Linked DNA regions of Mus musculus: all the other regions are linked to region 2. The links are chromatin contacts, called in public Micro-C maps. All regions are on one chromosome and are shown on one strand. The core of a region is the stretch at or near the end of the contact, and the rest is flanking DNA. Distances in the headings are between cores, read along the strand shown. Region 1 overlaps Sh3pxd2a (SH3 and PX domains 2A). Region 2 overlaps Cnnm2 (cyclin M2). Region 3 has its middle 28 kb from the start of Trim8.

The links. Hi-C and Micro-C count contacts between places; a contact is called where the count stands out from the background.
Region 1: a Micro-C map of embryonic stem cells shows a contact between it and region 2, with 3 times the contacts expected there. The contact joins two enhancer-like sites. A contact is called at or near these places in 1 of 484 Hi-C or Micro-C datasets (embryonic stem cells) and 1 of 115 datasets of contacts at active chromatin or transcription factors (microglia).
Region 3: a Micro-C map of embryonic stem cells shows a contact between it and region 2, with 3 times the contacts expected there. The contact joins two enhancer-like sites. A contact is called at or near these places in 1 of 15 datasets of contacts at CTCF or cohesin (the NIH/3T3 cell line) and 3 of 484 Hi-C or Micro-C datasets (all in embryonic stem cells).

Annotation. Positions count from the first base shown.
Region 1 is chr19:47,327,456-47,330,155 of GRCm38.p6, reverse strand. The region is part of intron 6 of Sh3pxd2a (SH3 and PX domains 2A); the gene reads left to right. Among named protein-coding and RNA genes, the nearest start is that of Gm29834, 42 kb to the right of the region's middle. Within about 2 kb of position 1,430, at least 87 of the 459 cell types and tissues checked have an H3K27ac peak or open chromatin away from gene starts, as enhancers often do. A contact at or near this core is called in embryonic stem cells, where this site is marked.
Region 2 is chr19:46,834,944-46,837,662 of GRCm38.p6, reverse strand. All of the region lies in intron 1 of Cnnm2 (cyclin M2), which reads right to left. Among named protein-coding and RNA genes, the nearest start is that of Cnnm2, 75 kb to the right of the region's middle. Within about 2 kb of position 1,377, at least 17 of the 459 cell types and tissues checked have an H3K27ac peak or open chromatin away from gene starts, as enhancers often do. A contact at or near this core is called in embryonic stem cells, where this site is marked.
Region 3 is chr19:46,527,805-46,530,682 of GRCm38.p6, reverse strand. No RefSeq gene overlaps it. Among named protein-coding and RNA genes, the nearest start is that of Trim8, 28 kb to the right of the region's middle. Within about 2 kb of position 1,587, at least 207 of the 459 cell types and tissues checked have an H3K27ac peak or open chromatin away from gene starts, as enhancers often do. A contact at or near this core is called in embryonic stem cells, where this site is marked.

The sequences.
Region 1 (2,700 bases), core at 181-2,680, 490 kb before region 2:
GAAGGCTCCTGCCCCTTTCATCCACTGAGGTTAAACTGGACACTTGAGTGTTTCCAGTGTGATAGAATCGTAGTCAGGGTTAAGACAAAAGGAAATTCAAGACTAACTGGAGACACACAACACTTTGAGTGTGTATGCTAAGATTGGAACCCAGGGCCTTTATACATTCTAGACAAGTGTTCTAACACTAGGATATGTATCTAGCCTAGCTTAGCATGTTTTTATTCAACATCTATTATGTGCCAAATATTTGCTAAGATTATAATCCTAGCGGGTGTTCTGGAGGTGGTTAAAACAGTGAACAGTACAGGGCAAAGGTAGGTGAGATAGACCAACCTTTAAAAAATGCAAGCCGGGCGTGGTGGCGCACGCCTTTAATCCCAGCACTCGGGAGGCAGAGGCAGGCGGATTTCTGAGTTTGAGGCCAGCCTGGTCTACAAAGTGAGTTCCAGGACAGCCAGGGCTACACAGAGAAACCCTGTCTCAAAAAACAAAAAAACAAAACAAAACAAACAAACAAAAAAATGGATATTCTGCTGCTAGTCCTCCACCAAAGGTTTTTGTGACAACCCTTCTCCCTCCACCCAAAAAAAAAAAAGGTCTAGACAGGAAGCCATTGAAGAGAAGTCTTAAAAATTGTGTGGGGTGCTGAAATGTAGCTCTTCACAGTTGGGACCTTCTGGCAGGGGTAGGAGGAACCCAGTTTTCTTTAAGGGGCTGGCCACTGGGAGTTTGACCATGCTCCTGCAAGAATATGGGTAGTACTCAGTGTACTTTTTCTTCTTCTTTTGTTTTGGGGAGGTCACAAGAGTGGAGGGGATGGACCTGGGAGGAGTAGGAAATGAGTGTGATCATGTGATTGGGGTGCATTATGGGAAATTTCCAAATAAGCAATTAAAAAATATTGGGTTAAGAAATGGGTATCCCCAATTTCAGTGCAGAGAAGAGCCCTTACCTGGCCCCTGCAGCCTGTGAGCCCTGTTACCGTAAGGTCTTTGGGGAACTCCCTGACTGACCTCTCCCAGGCTACCTCAGTGAGCCTGAGAGTAGAAGAAGGACACCCTGTAGAGGTGGCCTGGACGGAATCAGGGAGGTAGCCAAGGGTGCCAGACTGCCTCAAGCCGGGGGCTTCCAGGGCAGACAGTATCACTCAGTGGGGTATACATACTGTGTGTGTGTCCTCCTGTGGACATACTGTGTGTGTGTGTGTCCTCCTGTGCTGAGGATACCCAGTGGAGCTGGATCAGCAGAAGGGCCCCGGCAGTGCATGTGGACCGTGCTCACTAAATAGCTGGCCGTTGATTCTTTGATGATCTGATAGCCAGAGTCCTGAGTGAGAGACGGGATGTTCTACTCTGGATTGTCCTGGATGGGAACGTCCGTCCTGAGTGAGCATGCTGCCCTTGACTCCTCCCTACAGCCCTTCCCTCCTCCCTTTTGGCTTCTGAAGGAGTAGCCAAGGGGTGGGTGGATCCAGGACTATAGGCCTGCAGTGGCTGGATGACTGATTTATTGAAGTCACTGGCCTGTTTCTGTGCTGCCTCTGTGTGTGTGAGCACACACAATGCCCTAGGTGAGGGCTGCTCAGGGATGGCTGCTTCTCTCTGTGTGTGAGCACACACAGTGCCCTAGGTGGGGGCTGCTCAGAGATGGCTGCTTCTGTGTGTGTGTGAGCACACACAATGCCCTAGGTGAGGGCTGCTCAGGGATGGCTGCTTCTCTCTGTGTGTGAGCACACACAATGCCCTAGGTGGGGGCTGCTCAGGGATGGCTGCTTCTCTCTGTGTGTGAGCACACACAGTGCCCTAGGTGGGGACTGCTCAGAGATGTGGGTAGATAGCCTCAGGGAGACCTCTCAGTGAGTGGGGTGGACCACCAAGGCAGACCACCCGGTGGAGGGAGGGGCTGGGATGCTGGGATTCTCAGCCTTGAGTTTATTTCTTCTCTGCTGCACACAAACAACCGAGCTCCAGGAAAGGTGAGGACTTGAGAGCTGAGGGGGAGGCCACACCCAAGGGGCTGTGGGGGTCAAGCTGCAGCTGCTGGGAGCAGATGCTTAGCCCCGCCCACCCACTTCCCCACTAAGTGCTCCTCTGTCTGCCCACACATCTCCCAATGTGGCCACCTGTCTTTAAACGCTTCTGGTGTGCTGAGGCCCCTCCCTTTCCCGGGACAGCTGAGTGGTCCCGATGGTTGCTTTCCTTGAATCCCCTAGGCTGAACTGTCCTGGTCCAAGCCCTGGCTTGGGAAGGCATCCTTTTCTTGGTCCTTTAAAAGCTGTGGATTCCCCCATCTCCCCACCTGAGCAGACAATCCGCCTGTTTTTCTTTCAGCCGCTCAGGCTACAGGGTTCAGTACATTCCTGCCTTAGGTTGGGCTGTCCCATGTGTACCCTGGATTCTGGGAAAGGCAAGACTCTGGGGGAAGAAGACCTTTGTAGCTGCAGGCAAAATGTGGGAACCTGGTTGCTTTTACAGAGAGGAACGCAGCAGAAATAAATAAGGCCAGAGGGGAAGACCAGAAAATGATGTCTCCATTAGGCCCCCTTTGTTCCCAATTCCTGGTCTGCTTGCTTGGGCTCAACTCTGACACCATCTCTTCCTTGCAGTGGGGTCTTGGGAAAGGACCTTAACTCCCCTGAGCCTCAGTTCCCTCCTCTGCAGAAGGCAGATCAATTACTGTCAGGATTCAGTAGGAAGC
Region 2 (2,719 bases), core at 128-2,627:
TCTTTACCATTCCTCCCACCCTTCTACTGCCTGCTTTTCCTTCAGTGTATCTAAAAATTCTCCCAAAATCATGCTTGGGATATTAAATATCCCATGTTGAAGGCATGGTCCCTGATGCAGCAGTGTGCAGAGACGGGCTTTGGGGAAGTGACTAGATCCCGAGTATGCTGACCTCACTGTTGGACCAACCCACTAGGTGACATCATAATTTGAAGATGGGTTATTGGGAGTTGGTGGAAACAAGACAGGGATCTTACTTAAAGAGTGCACAAGTGCATGCATGCTGCCCCCCTCCGCCCGCCCCGGACACACGCTTAAAAGATGGGCTCTCAAATACAGCCCTAGCTGGTTCCGAACTTACAGATTTTCCTGCCCTCTGGATAACAAGTGTTGAGTCTAAAAAAAAAAAAATCTGCATATCAGGGTTTAAATTTTTTGTATTTAATCCTCTGTGCATGTATGTATATCTCACATGTATGCACATGTATTCAAGTGCCCTCCACGTCAGAAGAGAGGGTCAGGTCCCTTGGAGCTGGAGTTACAGGTGGTCTCGAGCCACCCAATGTGAGTGTTGGAAACCAAATTCAGGTTGTCTGGATAAACAGAAAGCACTCTTAACCACTGGCAGCCCCCAGCGCCAACAGTATGTACTCTAAAGCAACATCTTGTCCTTGGCCCCTTCCTCCTGCTCTCTCTGTGCTTCCTGATGACAGTGAGGAAGCCCCAGCTATGTTCTGTCACCAGAAGCCCAGGGGAAATGGGACCAAGTATCCCCTGGCTGAGACCCCCCCCAAACCTTGAGCCATAGCAAGTCTTTCCTCCTCCAAATGATTTTACCAGTTCTGCCACAGCAGGAGCCAGCTCTATCTGCCCTGGGCATCAGACTCAGGCTGGCAGAGTTGAACAACGTAAATGCTTTTACAGCTGAGCCATCTCCTCCCACTCAATTTTTTAACTTTTTTTATTTGCCTATTATAGTATGTGGTGCATGTTCACAAGCGTGAAAGCAGGGAAGCACATGCTGTAGCATATGTGTGCGGATCAGAAGACAACCTAGAGTGTAGTCCTCGCCCCTCATCAAGGAAGCTTCCCTCTGCAACAGATAGACCACTACACAAATCATAACTGATCAAAACACAGAGTTGTGGACCCCAGTCCCAACGGATTCATCCATCCACAGCACAGCCCCTGCACGGAAGGCTCAGGGGTCACTGTGGAAGAGGGCATGAAAAGACGGTCAGTGTTAAAGCAACAGGAGGCTTGCTGTGAGACTGTATCTCCTAGAAATGTCAGAGAAGCTACACCCAGGATGTCTCATCCACATGGTTGGCTAAACAGGATCTGAACTTGAATGACTCCAAAAGACATGCTAATGTGAAAGGGGTCAAGGGCACAAGGCCTCAAACCTAGACAAAGAACTACAGACAACTAAGGAATGCTGAGAGTGGGAGAAACAGCCTTCCCAGGGAAGAGCTTACCATTGGTTAGCCAATACCAAACAGCCAGCCCTGAAAACATAGATGCAAGCAATTCTATACAGACTGAATGGGTTATATTTAATACACGTATATGCACACATGCATGTGAGTGTGCACACATATAACATGCACACACATACATATCCCCGTGTTCACCAATAGAAGCCTGGTCTAAAAAGTACTAGTACATCTATGTTATGGAAGAACTTTAACTCTTAAGGAACAAAACAGTAAGTAATAAGTGGTTATGGAAACTACCCTACTTGTAGTAAGAAAAATCTATATTATTCAGGGAATGTTCCCATCTGTGTTATTTGTACATTCTTAGAAAAACTAGGTGGGGCAGTCTCTGGATGGCCTTTCCCTCAGTCTCTGCTCCACTCTTTGTCCCAGCATTTCCTTGAGACAGGAGCAATTCTTGGTTAATAGTTTTGAGATGAGTGGGTGGCCCCATCCCTCAACTGGGGGCCCTGCCTAACCACTGGCTATGGTCTCTACAGATTCTATCTCTATCTCCCCGTTATTGGGTATTTAGGCTAATGTCATCCCCGTTGGGTCCTGGGAACCTCTTACATCCCTGTTATCTGGGACTTTCTAGTGGCTACTCCCAGTTCCCCACCCCCACTGCTACACACCTCCATTCAGTTTCATGACCCTCTGTACTTCTCCCCCAGTCTCCTCCCACACGTGATCCTGCCCCCTTCCCCCCATCTTCCTCTCTCCCTCTCAGATCTCTCCCTCCCTCCCTCTACATCCCGTAAATATTTTGTTTTCCCTTCTAAGGACTGAAGCATCCACACTTTGATCTTCCTTTTTCTTGAGCTTCATATGGTCTGTGAGTTATATCATGGGTATTCCGTGTTTTGGGGCTAATATTCAACTGCATATGTAGTAGAGGATTGCCTTATCTGGCATCAATGGGAGGGGAAGCTCTTGGTCCTGTGGAGGTCCAATGCCCCAGCGTAGGGGGATGCTAGGGCGGTGAGGCAGGAGTGGGCAGGTGGGTGGGGGAACACCCTCATTGAGGCAGGGGTAGGGGAGTATGGTAGGGGGTTTGCGGAGGGGAAACTGGGAAAGATGACACTTGAAATGTAAATAAATAAAATAACCAATTAAAAAAAAACTATAGGAAAAAGCCAATGGTATTGTGGTTTAAATTGACAAGTTGTGTCCTTCAGAGTAAGCTCCATAAGAACAACATGGAGACTTGCGCTTCTACACTCTATTGTGTGCAATCATAA
Region 3 (2,878 bases), core at 338-2,837, 310 kb after region 2:
CGGGGAAGCAGACTCGTAGGACTTTTGACTGTAATGACATCTGGAATGTAAGGGGAGCTGGGAGGTTTAATTCCAGAAAAATTACAAGGTCCTTAAAAAGCCCTCACGTCGAGGGCTCAGGCTAGCATAAACAGGCTTTCTCCAGCTCAGTGGAGCAGGGAGCAGCCGGCTCCGAGATTAGCTGATTTCTCTGCAGAGGGGATTTCTAAAGCTCAAAGAATTCTGTGTTTAAATGATCACAATAGGCCGATGCTATCAGATTTTAAAAATAAATGCAGCTGTGCCATGAACCTGCTCCACTGAGAAAAGCCAGGCAGATCGATTCTGAGAAGAGATCAATTCTTACAGAGCTGGCAACTAGACGGTGTGGGAAGGATCTGCTGCAGGCTGAGAGCATGGGCTGGGCCCCTCCCCCCCCCCCAAAGCCACTCGTCCCATGCTGCGCTCTTCTACCCCTTTCCAGCAACCCTGTTGTGGTCTGATCAGAAGGGATGGTACCCCCCTCCCATTCGTTCCCCCACTGCCAAAGGAGTTTGCCTGAGCCCTCAGAAATCCCAGCCTCAAACCCTGAAAGCAGACCAGGGCATAGCCTGCTCCTGAATTCAACTGTTCTGGGCAAGAGCTCAGGGCTTTTCAGAGGATAAATAAGAGGCTATCCAATGCCTGGTAGGGCCAGGGAGGCCAGCTGCCTTCTCATCCTGGGAGGTGGCCCTTTCCAAGCCCACCACGGTGTGGTGGCAAAGACAGGAAGTGCCACAGAAGTCCCTGCTCCATGGTACCCAGCTTATTCTGGACTCTGGAGAGGGAGAAACTTGGACAGTTTGAAAGGTGGCCAGGAGGAAAGCTATCAACAAAGGCTGGGGAGAGGTGTGGGGTAGCAGTGCACAGGCACGGGCCTGTAAAGACTTGCAAGACAAAAGAAGGTGAGGTTTTTAAACCTCAGCTAGTTAGCCCGCCGCCTCTCCCATCGACTTCTCTAACTCACCCGAATCCCTCTAGCTTTGAAGGGTGGCAAACAGCTATAAAGCATCGGAAATGCCCCATCTCAGGCCACCAGATGTAGCTTTGGCCCTTGAGACTTGCTTTTCCTTACAAATATGCTTCAGGATGTTGTCTGGGGGGCTGGAAGCCTGCTTTGAAGTCCAGTTTTGGAATGCTGCACCAGGGGACTCTCTCTGACTTTGGAAGAGCTTGAGTTGTAATGCATTTTTGGTCTCTTACCACCAACTAAAGGAACTGTTCTAAACAGCCCCGACCCCCACCCATACCCCCACCCCCCGGCTCCAGCTCATAGGCAGAGCGACTTGCCCTGCTCTGATCGCTGTCTCTGTAAATGTCCGCATTTGCTTCCCAGCTAGAGACACCAGAGACAACTGTGGTTGTCACAGGCTTTTATCTTCCCTGTGAGCCCTGTTGAACCCTCCGGGGGCTCCGGGGATAAATGAATGGAGCCTGAAAACTGCAGTTTGAAAGCTCCCATTTGTAAAACCAGAATGCTTGTAAAGTCCCGTTTCCTTCTGCCGTGCCACCCCTGCCCCCTGTGGCCATGGCCAGAGAACAGAGTCTGAAGCTAGAAAGGGCATGCTCCGCCCCTGTGCCTCCCCCCCCATCCCAGTGAGCCCTGGTAAGACTTTTGCTCTGCGCACCATTGCTTCTGAATGTTCAGGGGGCGAGGGCCGAGGCCAGAGGGCAGGCAAAGTCCACAGTGTATACTCCAAGCAGTTGTGGGAAAAACCGAGCCCTGCTCTCACCCTCCCTGTGTGGCTCCTTTTGGCTGGATTCCCTTCGCCCAGTGCAATACACCCTTTCCCCTTCGCTCTCCCTTGGTTACTATGGAAACAAGGGTGTCATTGATGTGGGGCTGAGCTGGGGAACATGTCGGTGCACAGCTGAAAGTCAGCGATTATGCCGGTGGTTCGCTCTGCCCGGTAGAAAAGTCCACAGCCTGAGATGCTGCAGAAGGACAGTCTTACCGAAGCCCTCCCCCACACTTCCCTCCCTCCCTCTGTCCCCTGTCTCTGACGATTTCTTTATTCCCCTCCGGACTAAAGTGGTGGCTATTTTTATGCCAGTCCGTGCCCCACCCTCACTGTTGGCCGCTCCTTATCCGGCCTGGGCCTGGAGAGAGTGACACCATGTCACCCTCACCAGGCCCAGTGTCTCCATTCCCTTCCACAGTGCGCTTTGATTCCCCCCTCCCTCTCCTTTTCGGGATGCTTCTTCCTTTATTTTTAGCTCTGCTCTCCATGTGGTTTCGGGGTTCGGTGTGATCCATCGGAAGGTTCTTTTTTTTTTTTTTTTTTAGTCCCTTTTGAAAATGATAATCAAAGGAAGGGACGCGGTGTTTGGTCACGTGGAAAGCTCAATGTATAATTTAGACGTCTGTCAAAAAAACGCAACAAATAAAATGTAGCTGCAACGAAGGCGGTCTTGGAGTGGATTGTGATCTCTGCTGGAACTCCAAGAGGGCCTAAGCAGCTTTGCCCTTTTGGAGGTTAGGTTTCCTCAAGGGAGGGCTGTTTTCAGAAAAAAAACACCACCACCAGGTGATATGAAAACCACCACCACCGCCATTGCTGCAGCAGCAGCAGCCACCCGCCTCACCTTACCCCTAGCCCCATGCACCTCCTGCGTAACTAGGCAGCACTAAGCCCACTTTGCAGTGGAAGAAACAGAGAGGCCTTTGCCTCAGCTAAGGAATTTGCCAGCATCACAGCTCCTGTAAGGATTGGTGGAGCCAGAAACCTAGGTCCCCTGCTGTCTCTAAAGGAAAAAAAAAAAAAAAAAAAAAAAACAAAAAACAAAGAAACAGTACCACAGCCCACTTCAGTCCCAGCCCTCACCTCCTGCCTGTTCAGCAGCTGCCTCCCACAGCCCT